Linked DNA regions of Hordeum vulgare: region 2 is linked to region 1. The links are chromatin contacts, called in public Hi-C maps. All regions are on one chromosome and are shown on one strand. Each heading gives the region's core, a stretch centred on a gene start, on an enhancer-like site or on the middle of the called end of the contact. The rest is flanking DNA. Distances are from core to core; before and after follow the strand shown. Region 1 holds the start of LOC123445055 (protein SEMI-ROLLED LEAF 2). Region 2 holds the start of LOC123445058.

Region 1 (7,089 bases), core at 2,699-5,198:
GTATGATGACTTGTACACATAAGCTGCTATTTGTGCTGTGCGGTAAACAGATGACACTGTTGTCCTGGCGATGTTGGGAGTGTACGAGAGATTCTCGAGCATTACGCTGACCATGTCAAGAATAGGACCAACATCCCCAACCTAATCAGCACAACGAAAAACTGTTCTTACAGATTTATACACTAAAGCAGGAAAGTAGGCATGCAATGAAGTGCTGAAAGATTACAATAACCTTCTCTGTCAATTGCACCAGACACTCCTCCAAGGCCACATAAAGTTCACTGTTCCACTTGTCAATATCAGCTTCAGCATTTGATGCTTCAACAGCACGGTACATACATTTTCTCAAGTGTTTCACTAAATCGCTGATTGCACTCGCTATTGTTACTGATGCATGCGACTTTGCCTGCTTTGCAAGATGAGAAGCAACTTTTACGATGCTGATTTGCTTGGTGGGCATCTTAGCAACACTTTTATGATCAATGTGCTTTATCGTAAAAGATAGCAGCAAATGGCCATTTTGCCCTGCAAGTATAAAACAAGATTTAACAGAGTATTGAATCTCTCTCAATGCTTCCAACTGAAAAGCAGCAGTGCAGCAATGGAAGGGAAAAACAAGCAAACAAATTACATGGGAGAAAATTGCTGCACCTGATTTGTCCATCAGTGTTTGCATTTCTTGTAGAACAGAAAGTGCAACCCCATTTTCAGGTGACCAATAGTTGTGGCTATCGAAAAGGCGAAACAGAGGATCAAGAATACGCCGCACTGTTGTTGCCTCCTTTGCGATATTGGCCATGTTACGCAAGCAAACCCTTGCCCAGTGTGCTGGATTCTCAGATGCAGCCCTGCTAACACATTAAATTATTAAAGAGATAAAAAAGGTGCATTGCTGTCTAAAAATGGTAATGAGCAGAAGATCTCACATTGTATCAGATGCCACTTTGGCATTATTTTGCCCAGATACTGCCAACGTTGTCAAATCATCATCATCTTGAAATCTGACTACCTCTTTTATTGACAGAGTTTGGTTAGCCTCATAACAGCTTATTATCACTGAGACAACCTGGGTTCAAGAATGAATTGGAATTTAATTAGATCCCCGGATTGAGATGCTGTTTGAGCTGAAACATCTATGCTAACATTTTGCTTCGTGAATGGTTGTTTCTGGTCCACTTTGAATTAAATTAGTGTACTTTTGCTGTATTAAGTACGGTAGACATGCTATTTAAGAATTCACTGAAGAACTTTGATTGCTTCATGAATGGTTGTTTCTGGTCCACTTTGAATACATGCTATTTCAGAACTTTGATTATACTTATATCTCTTTCCACTAATCGATGATCCTATTTCTACTAGATAAGAAATCCATACAGGAAAAAAAATACCAAAGAAAGTATCCAGCATGCATAATATTAAAAGCAACAAGGACTTACGTCATCAAGTTCCATTGAGATATGCGAGTGGTCACCCATGTATTCGACCTGATTACAGGTGGTCAAACAGTCAAAATGCAATAGAAAATATATTTTCTACAGTTAATCACTTCTACTCCTATGATATTACTTGCTGGGAAGAAACAGTAATGCAGAGAAAGTAAAGATTACAAGTGGTTGAACAGTCAGACTGTGATACAAAATATATTTTCCCAGCTTAATCACTTCTACTCCTGTGAAAGTACTTACTGGGAAGAACAGGTAATGCAGATAATATAACCATAAAACTTTTTTTTTATCTTCACATTTTGTTACAAAGTACAGTACTATAACAAAACATAGCATGGCAAGATATCAGCACGATGCACAAAAACTGTATTTGTTCCACCGAAAGTGAAAGATGGATATAGAGCCTATATAATAATGTCTCGTTATCTGTTGAAAGCCTTGAAAAGTTGAAAACATATAGTTGAGGTACAAAAGTTCATATTTATGAAGCACGTGAAATTGTATAATGGATGGAAATGGTAATTAGTTCATTTGTTCTACATGATTATTCCTGGTTTAACACAACTGTAAAATATAAGCCCTCAAATGACTGGCAAACATACAACAGCCTTGCCCTTCTCATCAGAGCAATTAAGCAATAGATTGTCATTTGTCTTACCATTGAAGCAAGAGCTTGGAGTGCAGCAGATCGAAGTCGGATCCCTTGGTCATCTTCCCTTAGTTCTTGAGCAATTTTGCATAGTTTTGGTATCATGCCTTCTAAACTAAACATATGTGTGCTGTCAACCTATATAAACATTCAATTTAAAAATAAGCAGATTGCAAGTACCTAGAAGATAAATTAAATCTAAGTTGGTATGTGTTACGCTAATAACCTGGCCATCAAGAAAGTCAACAAGCAATAGACAACCCAGGATCTGCAAATCATCACTTGATTTCTGATCTAGAAGAGTGCGGACAATACACAATGTGCTTGTGGCCAGCAATGGTCTGAACAAGAAATCAGTCTGTTAGCCAAGGTTAGTCACGAATGCATCAATGAAAAAACAACATCAACATTTGCACTTACGAATGCTCCTTGCATGAACGCAGAAGTTTCCTATATATGCAAGGAACAACTTTGGCCAGGGTAAAATTCTCATGTCTCAGTTCTTTATAGCATCTCTGCTCAAGATACTCTGTGATCTGCAGACACAGGAGTACACTTAAATCCGGTCTTACAAAGTTTGCTCATTCATAATTTTGCTTCTTCAAATCTTAACTATTAAATCCTGAACAGGCAATTAGCTAAGCATCATTCCGATGTGGTGCGAACTATGGAAGTAACAACGGATTTACCAAGAACTTGCAAGAACAATGGACATTGGCTCATTGCAGTAAAGACAATTGTAGAGTGGTAATCACTGGTGAGCACAGAAGTAACAAGAAGGTGACTACTTGGTCCAGTATAAGAATCTCTACGTTGCATTACTGAATTCAGTTTCTTCCCCTGGCCTGGCTCCAGTCTCAAGCAACTCCAGTAACAGGAATTGGACGATAATAAGAAAAACAGGGCGGATGCCGAATGTGTTGTTACCTTTGGTATGCGGGTTGGATTTCTCGAGACATAATCACAGAGTTTGCCGATCCTTCTGTCATTCGGTTCTCCATCCTAAGGCGGCATCCCAAGTTCAATTAGCAAACTCCCACACATTTGAATGCAGAACTATAGTACCATGATTAGAAAATTGGAATGCTACTGTATTAGGCAGGCTGGCCATACCGCGGGCAGCTGGTAGATCTCCGAGATGATCTTCTTGTAGCGCTTGACTGGCTGTCGTGACCTTGCCCGCAGCGAGGGGCAGAAGTAGCAGAGGCTGCTGCACGCGGGCAGCACCCGGCGCGACATCACCCCCATCCCTCTCCTCGTCCCTCAAAAGGCCTCCGAAGCTTTTCGACCGAAATGTGGTGATACAGCACAGACTGCAACTCCCCAACCGTCCGACCTCTTTGCTACGACGGCGATTCCAAGAACTGGACTCCCTTGGACTTCGATCAGACTGGGCCGAAGCAACGCGAATTGGTTGTAGCAGGGGAGCGCTAGAGTAGAGAAGCCCCCCTCGCCTTCCTCACGTTCCCGGAGCCAATTGGAAACTTTAGTTGAGATCAAGAAACGGCAAGAATTCCCCTCGCGTCAGAGTTGACTCTGACCAAATCTAATCCAGGCCGGTGCTGGGACTTTTAAAAGGCGGCGAATTCCCCGGGTCAAATCCGGCAAAGAACGCGGCGTTCCCCTCTGGCGAACTCCGAGCCGCGGCGCGACGGCGCCAAGAACAGCCGCCGACGCCCGGCCGAATCCAGCCCCTGCCAAAGATCAACTCTTTCTCCTCAGAACCAGCGTCCCACACAACTCAGATCGCAGCCGAACGCAAATGAGGCAAGGAGCGAACCCCGTAAGAGAACCGGCGACGGATCCACCCACCTGCGAGGGAGAGGCGGGGAGGGGCGAATCCGGTGGCCGGCGGGCGGCTGCGTGGCGTGCGGGCGGGCGGGTGGGTGGGGGCAGCTGGAGGCGACAACGGGGCAACGGTCGCCTCGTCGGCTCCTTGTCGTCTTCGCCGCTGCTGGGAGGAGGGGGAGGGGTTGGAGGAGGACTAGTAGTAGTAAAATGCGGGCAGCTGGAGGTGCGGCGGAACATTCATAGCGGCGGCACGGGCACGGCTCGGGAGAGGCAAGCGCGTTGCGGTTTCTCTGCTAGTAGTACCGTGCGTGCGTGCGAACGGGGGAATTCTTCGAGGGGCTTCTCGGCAAAAAAGGAAAAGAAGGTGCCTCGTTGCTCTTTTCTGGAATCTGACAGGTGGGCACGTTGCGCGAGGCCGCCTGCCCGTTTGGGTCCTGCGCTGCCCTTGCCTGGCCAGCGGAAGTTACGAATCCGCCCCCCGACGGTTCGATTTTTGTATTTTTGGTTGACGGTGTCGGTGACGTTGTGGCCCCGACGTGGCTAGGGCACTGCCATGTACTCCTACTCCTACTCCCTCCTCCGTTCCACTGATTTTCTAATACATCAATGTCAAACAGGGCTGTATTTGATCATGTTTTAAGAAAAAAAAATACAACGTTTATAATGCAAGACTAGTATCTGACAGGTTGGGATGAGGTGGAGCATTTGAGTTGACGTGGTGTGCTGGGGCATTGGTCCAACGTGGAGCGTTGTACATGCTCTAATCGATGAGTTGAATGTCTTCACTACTTTACAGCAAATATCTTGTTACGGAGGCATTCGTAATAGAGGTTATGTTGTTGTTTTTTTTAACATAGATTGTGTTGTAGGAATATTTTTAACATAGGTCATGTTGAAGAATTCTTTTTGTAACATTGGTCTTGTTGTATTGCGGGATATAGTCCTTAGTTAGTTTGCAACAAGGGGCTAGTTACAAAACCATTTTTGAAATAATAGACCAGTTACAGAACGTTGATACTAAGGGTTTGGTTCCTCACCATATGATTAAGAACCATCCAACGGACATGAAGATGGTAGAAGCTTGCACATGATCGGTCGGATGAAGGTAATCATTTTCCTTAAATTCATCATGAAGTATACTTTTATATTTTGTCTACTAGAACGTTAGTTGTTGATAATTTATTCAATAAACCTGGTCAAAGATAGTCATGCTTGACTAATACGCACTACATTGTGAAGCGGAAGGAGTGTCTTTGCGTGGAGAACAACTGAGCCCACATTTCATATTCTTCACCGCATGAACATTTCAGTGTGTTCTTCTAAAAATAATGTGTTCGGTTGGTTCCATGTAGCCTCAAGGTTGAGAGGGGAACGCCGTTGCCGGCCACGACAACATTGGTGGGTGAGACTGAACCCGGAACAAGCAAGGAGCGTGTCATCGATGACAGGAGTGAGTCTGGATCTTATTTTTTCCGCATTGAAGCCTAACATTTTACTAGTTAGGCCCCACGTAGACAAAAAAAATTGTGCCCTCACTCACTTGGGCCTCATTAAAATTGTGGGTTGTGTCCGCCGCCCGAGTTTGAGGCTTGACGGGCTCATATGTGATGAAATGTAGGAATCACCATAACCGGAATAAAAGTTGGGGTTAGAGGTGTGTGAAGGGAGGAGGCATAGCAACAAATGTGGTGGCTTTTGTATGTTGGGACAACGATACACACGCAATGGCGTTGTCGGGCATGGGTGATGGGGCACATATCATGATGCTTGGTTGTAGAGGAATAATAAGGGAGGATGAAAAGGCCGAGCCTTTGGGTAATGATCTCGCAGTTGAGAGCAAATTGACATAAAAGAAAAAATTATATGCAACTCGCTAAGAGTCGGTCCCAAAACATAGGAGTTTCACGAATGGAATGTGATTTGGTGAGTACCTCCAATAACCTTGTCGTTGAGCTTTGAGAGCTCAGTTTGAAGGACCATTGAGTTTAAGACAATTGGCCCTAACCAGAATCATGGATTTAGTTTGTGAACTATTAAGTTTCCTCCACACTAAGATGCATGGCGCTAATCAAGCTAACTTTTGCGTAATTCGGCCCTAATGACGTCAAACAACTCGCCAGTTCCCTGTGTTTCCAAGAAATATGTACAAAATCTCAGTTTGGCATGAAAAAGAGTGCCAAAACGTACGACCTTGACATGAGGGAAGATGAAACCGACCTAAAAGGAGCATAAACTATAATAGTGCCAAGACGGGCCAGGAATGTAGGTGGTGAAGCTATTTGTCGAAGCTTATCTCTCCCAAATAATAAAGCACCGTGTGCTTCTGTCGTCCGTCGTGGTCGTTTTGCAGAAAACCCCTAGAGTTTCCCAAAATCAACCCGCAGTCCGGATTTAAGTGAGAAACGAATCGTTTTTTGCATTTTTACAGGAAACCCCTGTGAGTTCCCGATATCAACCCACAGTACGTAATTAAGTGAGAGAACGAAACGTTTTTTGGAAATTTTGAAGAAACCTCCTTCAGTTTTCATAAAATAAACCCGCAATACATACTTGAGTAAAAAACAATCGTTTTCCATATGTTTTCAAAAACACCCCTACAACTTTTAATTAATTAATCTGTAGTTCAATTATAAGTGCAACATACTTTAAAAAATCATATTTTTAAATGATAACTCCAATTTTACATTATTATATATGAAAATTTATTAGAAAAATATGTAGAATCTGAATATAATGTTAATTAATCTATTTAATTTTTTAAAATTCTGTTTATAATGTAATTTTAATCAACAGTGATGCGGACAATCTAAATATAATGTTATTTTATCTATTTAACAATTTTAAAATTATATTTGTGCTGTAATTTTAATCAATAGCGTGCAATCCATTTTTTCATAACGAGGCCGATCCATGTTGTTAATTAATCTGCGGTCCAATTAACAAATACTTTAAAAAATTATATCTTTTAAACTCTAACTCTAATTTTAAATTATTACATATAAACTTTTGATATGTCCATTTTGCATCATGTTTTCATGTTGATATTTATCGCTTCTTTGGCTGTTATTTCACTTCACGGTACAATTCTTATGCCTTTTCTCTCTTATTGTGCAAGGTTTACATGAAGAGGGAGAATGGCGGAAACTAGAATTCTGGCCTGAAAGTGGAGCAAAATTGAGATACCTATTCTGCGCAACTCCAAAC
Region 2 (7,165 bases), core at 105-2,604, 190 kb after region 1:
ATGGAGATGTTTCGTCGAAGGACTTCATCAACTAAATCCCTTATTAAATAGTGTGGAATTCCTTAACTCAAGAAAAGTAAATAAACACTACAAATAACCTATGTGCAAAGACGCTTGAGTTTTGTTTTCACCTTTTTGATTTTCATCTATGCTCGACAATTTTCATAGTTGATACTAAGATCCGTCATGCATTTTAGTGGTCTCGTTAGTTCATTTATCTGTCATCACCAACGTCAAAAATCAATTAGGTTCTAGCTAGATGCACTTCCACAAGTCACACGTCTAACGTTTAGGCCAAATCTACAACTCTACAAGGTATCGAGAGCATACGGTTATACATGCCTCCGATGCCCCCTTTGACTTGCTATCAGTGCAAAGTAGTACAAAGATACAAAACATGTTCTAACCCCCCGCTGACCCACTTAGCTTAAACTGGTAACGTCAAGTAAGGCGTCAACGCTGGCTCGTCTCGGTTCACCAAGGCACTCCGCTTGACATGCAAACGCGAGTATAGACCAAAAAAACGAGCAATGCAATTAAGAAGCAAAACGAGAAACCTTATTTCCAACATCATCAATACAACGTATGACGGAGACTTTTTTCCCGCCATCGCAACCGTCATTAAGATGAGTGAAAAAAAACTAACCTTAATTACCTGCACTTCTAGTATATCTGCCTCTCAATCGAAAATTAATCCAATATTTATTAATAGTGTATTCAAAACTCACTTGTTCTGTTTTTTTTATTTTTGGTTTGGAAATTCACTTGTTCTGTGTTAACTACCCAGGTTTCTATTTCTGGCCTCCTGGCCGAAAGGCTAACCCGGACATTCCTGCAAGATCCACGCCATTGTCTTGATCACTTGCGTTTCCATATCGGGCCCCTGCGCCGGACCGGAGGAAGTACTACGTGGCCGGCACGAACCACTTTGCCAAAACAGGCGCCTGAACCGGTACGCAGAAGTAGCTTCCATCCCACGGCGCCAGACGCGCGTGCCTCCCCACCCGATACGACACGTTCCTCTCCCGACACGGTCGGACGGACAGGACACCCCTCTTCCCCCGATCCGACGGCAGCCACACGGCCACACGATTTCTCGCGCGGTTTTTCTCGTCCCGGCGACCGCACATTTATTACCTGCCCGCCCTTCTTACGCCACACCCCCCGAGCTATCACGCGACGAACATAAACGCCCCCCGAGGCAAGCAGCGGGAGGGGCCAAACTTAGTTTGTAAGCTTTTCGGGGGCGCGGCGGCGAAGCGTGTAGCACTTTTGCTTCGGCGAGCCCTCTTCCCCCTCCTCTCTCCCTGCGACTGCGAGTGCGAGTCCACACACTGTCAAGTTCAACTCCCCCCCAAAGATTCCAATTTTCCCCCGCCCAGCTCCCAAATCGCTCACGCGGCCCGCCGAATCCCCAGATCCCCACCCCCTCCCGCGCGCCCCGGCCCCCGGCTCCGCCCAATTCTAGGGTTTCCACTCCCCTCCCCAAGCTCCCACCGCCAGATTAGGGTTTCCATTTCGCATTCCGCCCTGCCGGAGCTCGCGGTTCCGGCCGATTGGAGCCGCCAGCGCGCGGCCGGCTGCCTAGGGCCTGGATTTCCGGTGGCAGGGGCGGGGGGATGTCGTGAACGCCGGAGCTTGTCTGCTCTTCCCTGTCCGTCGGGGAGCCGAGGTGAGCTGAGCTCAGGCTAGGCTAGGGTTTCGTGCTGCGCGCTCCGTTAGCGAGGAGCGCGGCCGGAGATGTTCTACTCGCAGTTCATCTTGGCCAAGAAGGGCCCCCTCGGGACCATATGGATCGCCGCGCACTTGGAGCGGAAGCTCCGCAAGAACCAGGTCACGGACACCGACATCGGCGTCTCCGTAGGTGGGTGGTTTCCGCTGCTCCTTCGGATCTGGAGCTTCATTTCCTGTTGTAATATGCATACTTCCTCCACGATATGCCCTGGCAGCCATGCAGAGTGGCGGAAAAATAATAATTATGCTCTTTCGCTAACGCTCATTGCTGCTGTATCTGTCAACACTTAAAATTTGCCATATTTGGCGTGTTTATGGCGTTGCTGTATGCTTATTGCGTAGTTATTGCTAGTGGATTAGTAAAGGTGTTACCTTTTTCCCGGCTGCTAGTCTAACTAGCTCCTGCTCGTCACCAGCGGACGTGCAATTAGTTGCCGAGTATGCCAATAAGCTGATTTTTTTTTTGTATATCCTCTACTGCTGGATTATTCGGTATTGCACTACATGGTATTTGTCTCCTTGCTACTGTCTGAGTAGTGTAGAAGTTTACAACCCATTTGATTTGTTAGTTAAATAATGTTAACGGTCCAGGTGCATTTCTATATAGACTCAATGAAATCTTGAAAAGGGCCATGCTTTTAGAGCTTTCCTATTGTGGTTCATTGCTTTCGAGGAGCGAAAGGAAATGTCACCTTGATACTCACTAGTTGCTAGGTCACCAAGAGTTACAAAAATTATTTTTGTATCCACGGCTATCGGTGGACTTCGTTTGAAGAACTAGGCACTGGTGGACTTGTAAAGTCTATCATAGCGGTTAGGTAAAGCTTATAGTCCGAGAATGTTGTCAGCTTCCTGATGCCTTGTGTCTCATGTGTGGTTGTCTACGTGCTATGCCCTAAGCAGAATGGTTCACCTTTCTAGGCAGACTACTCCTTGACTAGTTTTTGTGTTTTGTCGTATCTGTTTTGGGGAAGTGTGTTTATGCATTGTACATGCGATGAGCAGCGATTTACAGAACCCACACGTTCCGACCATGTTTGAAAACACACATGAGAGTTTTCTTCAGCATAGTCTGTTTCAAATTTAACCTCCTCAAATGGGTATTTGTTTTATTTTTCTTGATACAGATAATTTGATTTTCTTTGTTTTACATGTACTGAAATGAAGCATAAAGTGAGAGGGTAGACTTCCAGTAAATGTGTGCTTTAGCTATTGTTGCACTTTGGAACCATTTTCTGTTTACAATCCTGTAGAGAATAAATGGTGTACCAATAATAATTTAAAGAAAAGGCCAGACTACAACACAAGGAGAGTATGTTTAATATCCAGACAGAGTACACGAAGACAATGCAATGAAAGGAAAGCCAACAAATAGAAAGTTAAAGAACTGAATAGCATGTGTATTGCCTATTGCTTGAAAGCCGAAAAGTTTTGTAACTTTGAAGTGATCTTGGAGCGTATTGTGAGGTAGCAATCCACAACCCTATTATCTTTGGAGGTTTGAATGATGATTGATCACATTTACTTTCTTTCTTCATACGCAATGGTCTGTTGCTGAATGTAAAGATGATGCTTCCATTTAAATTTTAAAGTAAAAAAATACCCCCACTTCTTCTTGTAGACAATGATAATGCTGAAATGCTCCAAAGGTTGCCAACTAATCCATCTCACTATCCATTTGAAGTATAACATTTAACACATGATGCTCAATATTACGAGGAACCATGGACTTGAAGGAATGAGGCAGTATGATGTGTAACTGTAACACTTCTTGGTGAGAAACCTTGGATGAGACAAATAGGTCTTGGAAGTTGATCCAAGAAAACTTCATCTAGTTTTACGTTGTGCAGCAATCCTGACACACACACACACACACACACACACACACACACATAAATAAATAAATAATTTCCTGTTACTTTCATGTAGCGTCAGGCTAGGTTTATAATGATTTTAGGTAGCTAAGACTACTAGAAATTTTATTCCAATTTCAGTATAACATATGTCATGATTACATATTTTTACCAAGGGGCGTGGAGCCGTAAAATATCGAACAAAAAATCACGTGTACTTCTATTATGTCTTAACCTAGAATTTTTTCTTGAGAATTGTTGCTTTCTTGTTCTTAGCATGCACATGCATAATTGTGTCCAGAGGTATTGGCAGTAATTATTATGGAATTTCCTGTTAACGATTATCATTTTGGCAAATAAAATTGGTAGGTATAATTTTCTTTTACGAAAAAAAATATTCTGTGTGGATAGTTTATCTTTTTGTTGAAAGAAGTAGTCTACTATGTCATGAGTCAAGCGGTGTAGTGTCAGGTCGGACTCTTTTGATCTCATGCAGATGCTACTTTTCTGTCATTCTTTGCTGTAGGCTTTTATCATTTTGGCTGAGCCATCGTGCTCCATAAACTGCGTCGTTGACACATGTAATCGTACTTATTCGTGAAGAGATGGCACGGATAATCACAAATCACGAGTGCACCATCCCTTGGCAAGAGTCAGCTCAGAAAGTTAATCGGTGGGAAGATTTATCTCAAGTTTCCAGTATATGGAAACAATGATCTCTCACATGGATTTAATATTTCTAATTAATTAATCAACTGTTTGGTGGGTTATCGCAGGAAGATTTTATACAAACATAAACTCACAAGTCAAAGAAATCAGCACTTTATGACTGGCGCATACTTATTTCGAAGGAACTAGAGAATGTTGTTAGTTTGTTACTGTACTATGAGTCAGCTTGACAGGGCAACCAACCGCTCATCTCTGAAACAATCTCTATGGCAATTGATATACTTTTGGATAGAAGTGCTGTTTTGTCCTGATATTTCTCATTTCTCTGTTCCATGCTCTTATTTTTAGCAGAGTGCTAATTATTAATATTCCTGCAGATTCAATTATATTCCCTGAGGTTCCGATTGCGCTGCGATTATCCAGCCATCTTATGGTAGGCGTGGTCAGAATCTATTCTCGGAAGGTCAACTACCTATTTCATGATTGCAGTGAAGCTTTGCTCAAGATAAAACAAGCATTTAGGTCTGCTGCTGTTGATCTCCCCCCTGAAGAATCAACTGCTCCATATCATTCTATAACACTTCCTGAGACATTCCACCTTGATGATTTTGAGTTACCGGAGGCTGAATTTGAGGGGTAAGGTCACAACTCTTGGTGTGATGTTTGTTTAAAATATGCCCTTCAGTTGTCTAAAGACTTCACCATGCTCCAGGGACATTGATCATCATATAAGCTCAAAAGAACAGATTACCCTGCAAGACAACCCAGAGAGAACAGGATATTCAACATCTGAATTTGGTTTAGATGGTTGGTTCTTTCTGTGTTCACATCTTTTACTTTTGAAATTATGAACTTATCTGTTAATGATGTAAGCATTTCTAAATGTACAGAAAGATTTGGTGATGGCAGTTCTTCACATATGGGTTTTGATTTGGAGGAGGTAATCTTAACTTAATTAACCTTTTTCCATGTGTCTGCTGCAAACATTTGTGGTGCACATTGCGCATTATATTCTGCATGCTGTTAAGGCGTATAGGATCATTTGGAGGATGGCATTGGACAGTTGGTCAATGGTTCTGAGTGTGACATGCATTTATTTGTTCTTGAAATTATCTGCATTTGTCTTCCAGCTGTATTGGTTTATTTTGGTTCCTTACATAATAAATGTGCTAATTCATTGAAACAGAAGTCATTTATATTGGGTTATATTCGGTTCGTTACATAATAAATGTGCTAATTCGTTGAAATTAAGGTTGTTTATGCAAGTCAAAGATTGAAGAAAGCCCTTTAACTCTTGTCCTTCTGTGTCTTCTTTACATTATGTGACTTAATTAAATACTCCCTCTGTATCAAAAAATGTCTTATATTTTGATAGAGGGAGTAGCAGTCAGAGACAGATAATCCAAATGTTAAACTCTCTTCAAATGCTGACTTATTTTTGTTCTCAGGAATTATTGCTGGCGAAGGATCACCCAATTCAACTCGAATCTGGTGATGGGTAAAGTCACATCTTTTGTCTTTTGAACACTAATCCCATGGGCTTTTCTTGGAATCTATTATATTGCCTGGTTGCAAGGGCCTGTATTTGGGTTTTATAGTTACCAAGAAATGATTTTACGTTTCTCCAGGCTGTTTACTTCGATTTTAGTGTCAAACTTTATATTGTATAAACCTACTATAAGAAGATCAGTTACTAGCCTCTGCTGTCAGATATATAGATGTCCTTCCATATATGTTAACTGTTTGCATGCTGAGTTGCAGTTTTCATTGATTTATCATGCATACGATGAAAACATTTTTCACTACTTGGTTGCCTAGGCATTTTTGAAGGGGCAACCCATTGCATCTGTCTTTTTGCTCGTATTTTGCTATATTGACATTCCTTGTGTCTTTCTTTTTATGTCTCTCCAGCATCATCATTCAAGGTCAATCATCACTTCATCTTACGGATATGGATGTTGATGATAACCCAAGTAAAGATGAAGGGGCTGAAGGATACAACAAAATGGATGATGAACCTTCTACTTCCAGCAGGCAAAATCAATCGAATGCAGATGATTCAAGGAACAATATTCCTAATTGGACTGGTTACAATTTGCGCACTCCTGATTTGAATGACATGCTTTTCCACAATGAAGATGATGCAGGGCCATCGACTTCATACTATCAGCCTAGTCCCTTCCCTTGTGATGATCCTGCATCTCCTGCATCTCCTGCATCTCCTGAGTTTGTAAGCGCTCAAGCCCCGGCTACACCTGGATTAATGGAAGAAACAGTTCCTTCCAGAGTGCACGAAAGTCCTGTTCTGAGTCCGCAACGGAAAGCTTCACCATCAAGCAACGAGGAAACTGCAAAGGTTGACAATTTTGCTGCTCCACCCTCATATTTTCTCCATTCAGCTGCATCCAATGCTAACGATGCTGCTGGTGCTGAGATGGTGGGATTTGGATTGGCTAAGCCTGTGCAAGTTGGGTCTTCTGTTGATGTACAGGACAATTTTCCTGCTCCATCCTCAGATTTTATCCATTCAGCTGCAGCAAATGCTAATGATGCTGTTAGTGCTGAAATTGCTGAATTTGGGTTGGCTAAGCCTGTGCAAGTTGAGTCTTCTGGTGCTGTAGCTCCACCCTCAGATTTTCACCATTCAGCTGCAGTAAATGCTAATGATGCTGTTGGTGCTGAGATGGCTGAATTTAGAGTGGCCAATCCTGTGCATGAGTCTTCTGGTGCTGTACAGGAGAATTTTGCTGCTCCACCCTCAGATTTTCTCCATCTAGCTGCATCACATGCTAATAATGCTGTTGGTGCTGAGATGGCTGAATTTAGATTGGCTAATCCTGTGCAAGTTGAGTCTTCTGGTGCTGTACAGGAGAATTTTGCTGCTCCACCCTCAAATTTTCTCCATCCAG

What was found. Hi-C and Micro-C count contacts between places; a contact is called where the count stands out from the background.
Region 2: a contact with region 1 is called in a Hi-C map of leaf, with 2.7 times the contacts expected there. The contact joins the promoter of LOC123445058 here to the promoter of LOC123445055 in region 1. A contact is called at or near these places in 2 of 6 Hi-C or Micro-C datasets (leaf and seedling) and 1 of 1 datasets of contacts at active chromatin or transcription factors (embryo).

Annotation. Positions count from the first base shown.
Region 1 is chr3H:559,506,831-559,513,919 of MorexV3_pseudomolecules_assembly, forward strand. It overlaps LOC123445055 (protein SEMI-ROLLED LEAF 2), which reads right to left and starts at 3,949. Exons shown (of 20, transcript XM_045121979.1): 1 at 3,875-3,949; 2 at 3,208-3,788; 3 at 3,022-3,096; 4 at 2,515-2,630; 5 at 2,321-2,435; 6 at 2,104-2,232; 7 at 1,437-1,484; 8 at 927-1,066; 9 at 652-848; 10 at 233-525; 11 at 1-141. The coding sequence starts at 3,342.
Region 2 is chr3H:559,699,335-559,706,499 of MorexV3_pseudomolecules_assembly, forward strand. LOC123445058 reads left to right here and starts at 1,355. Exons shown (of 15, transcript XM_045121983.1): 1 at 1,355-1,864; 2 at 4,634-4,892; 3 at 4,969-5,063; 4 at 5,147-5,196; 5 at 5,705-5,754; 6 at 6,168-7,165. The coding sequence starts at 1,741.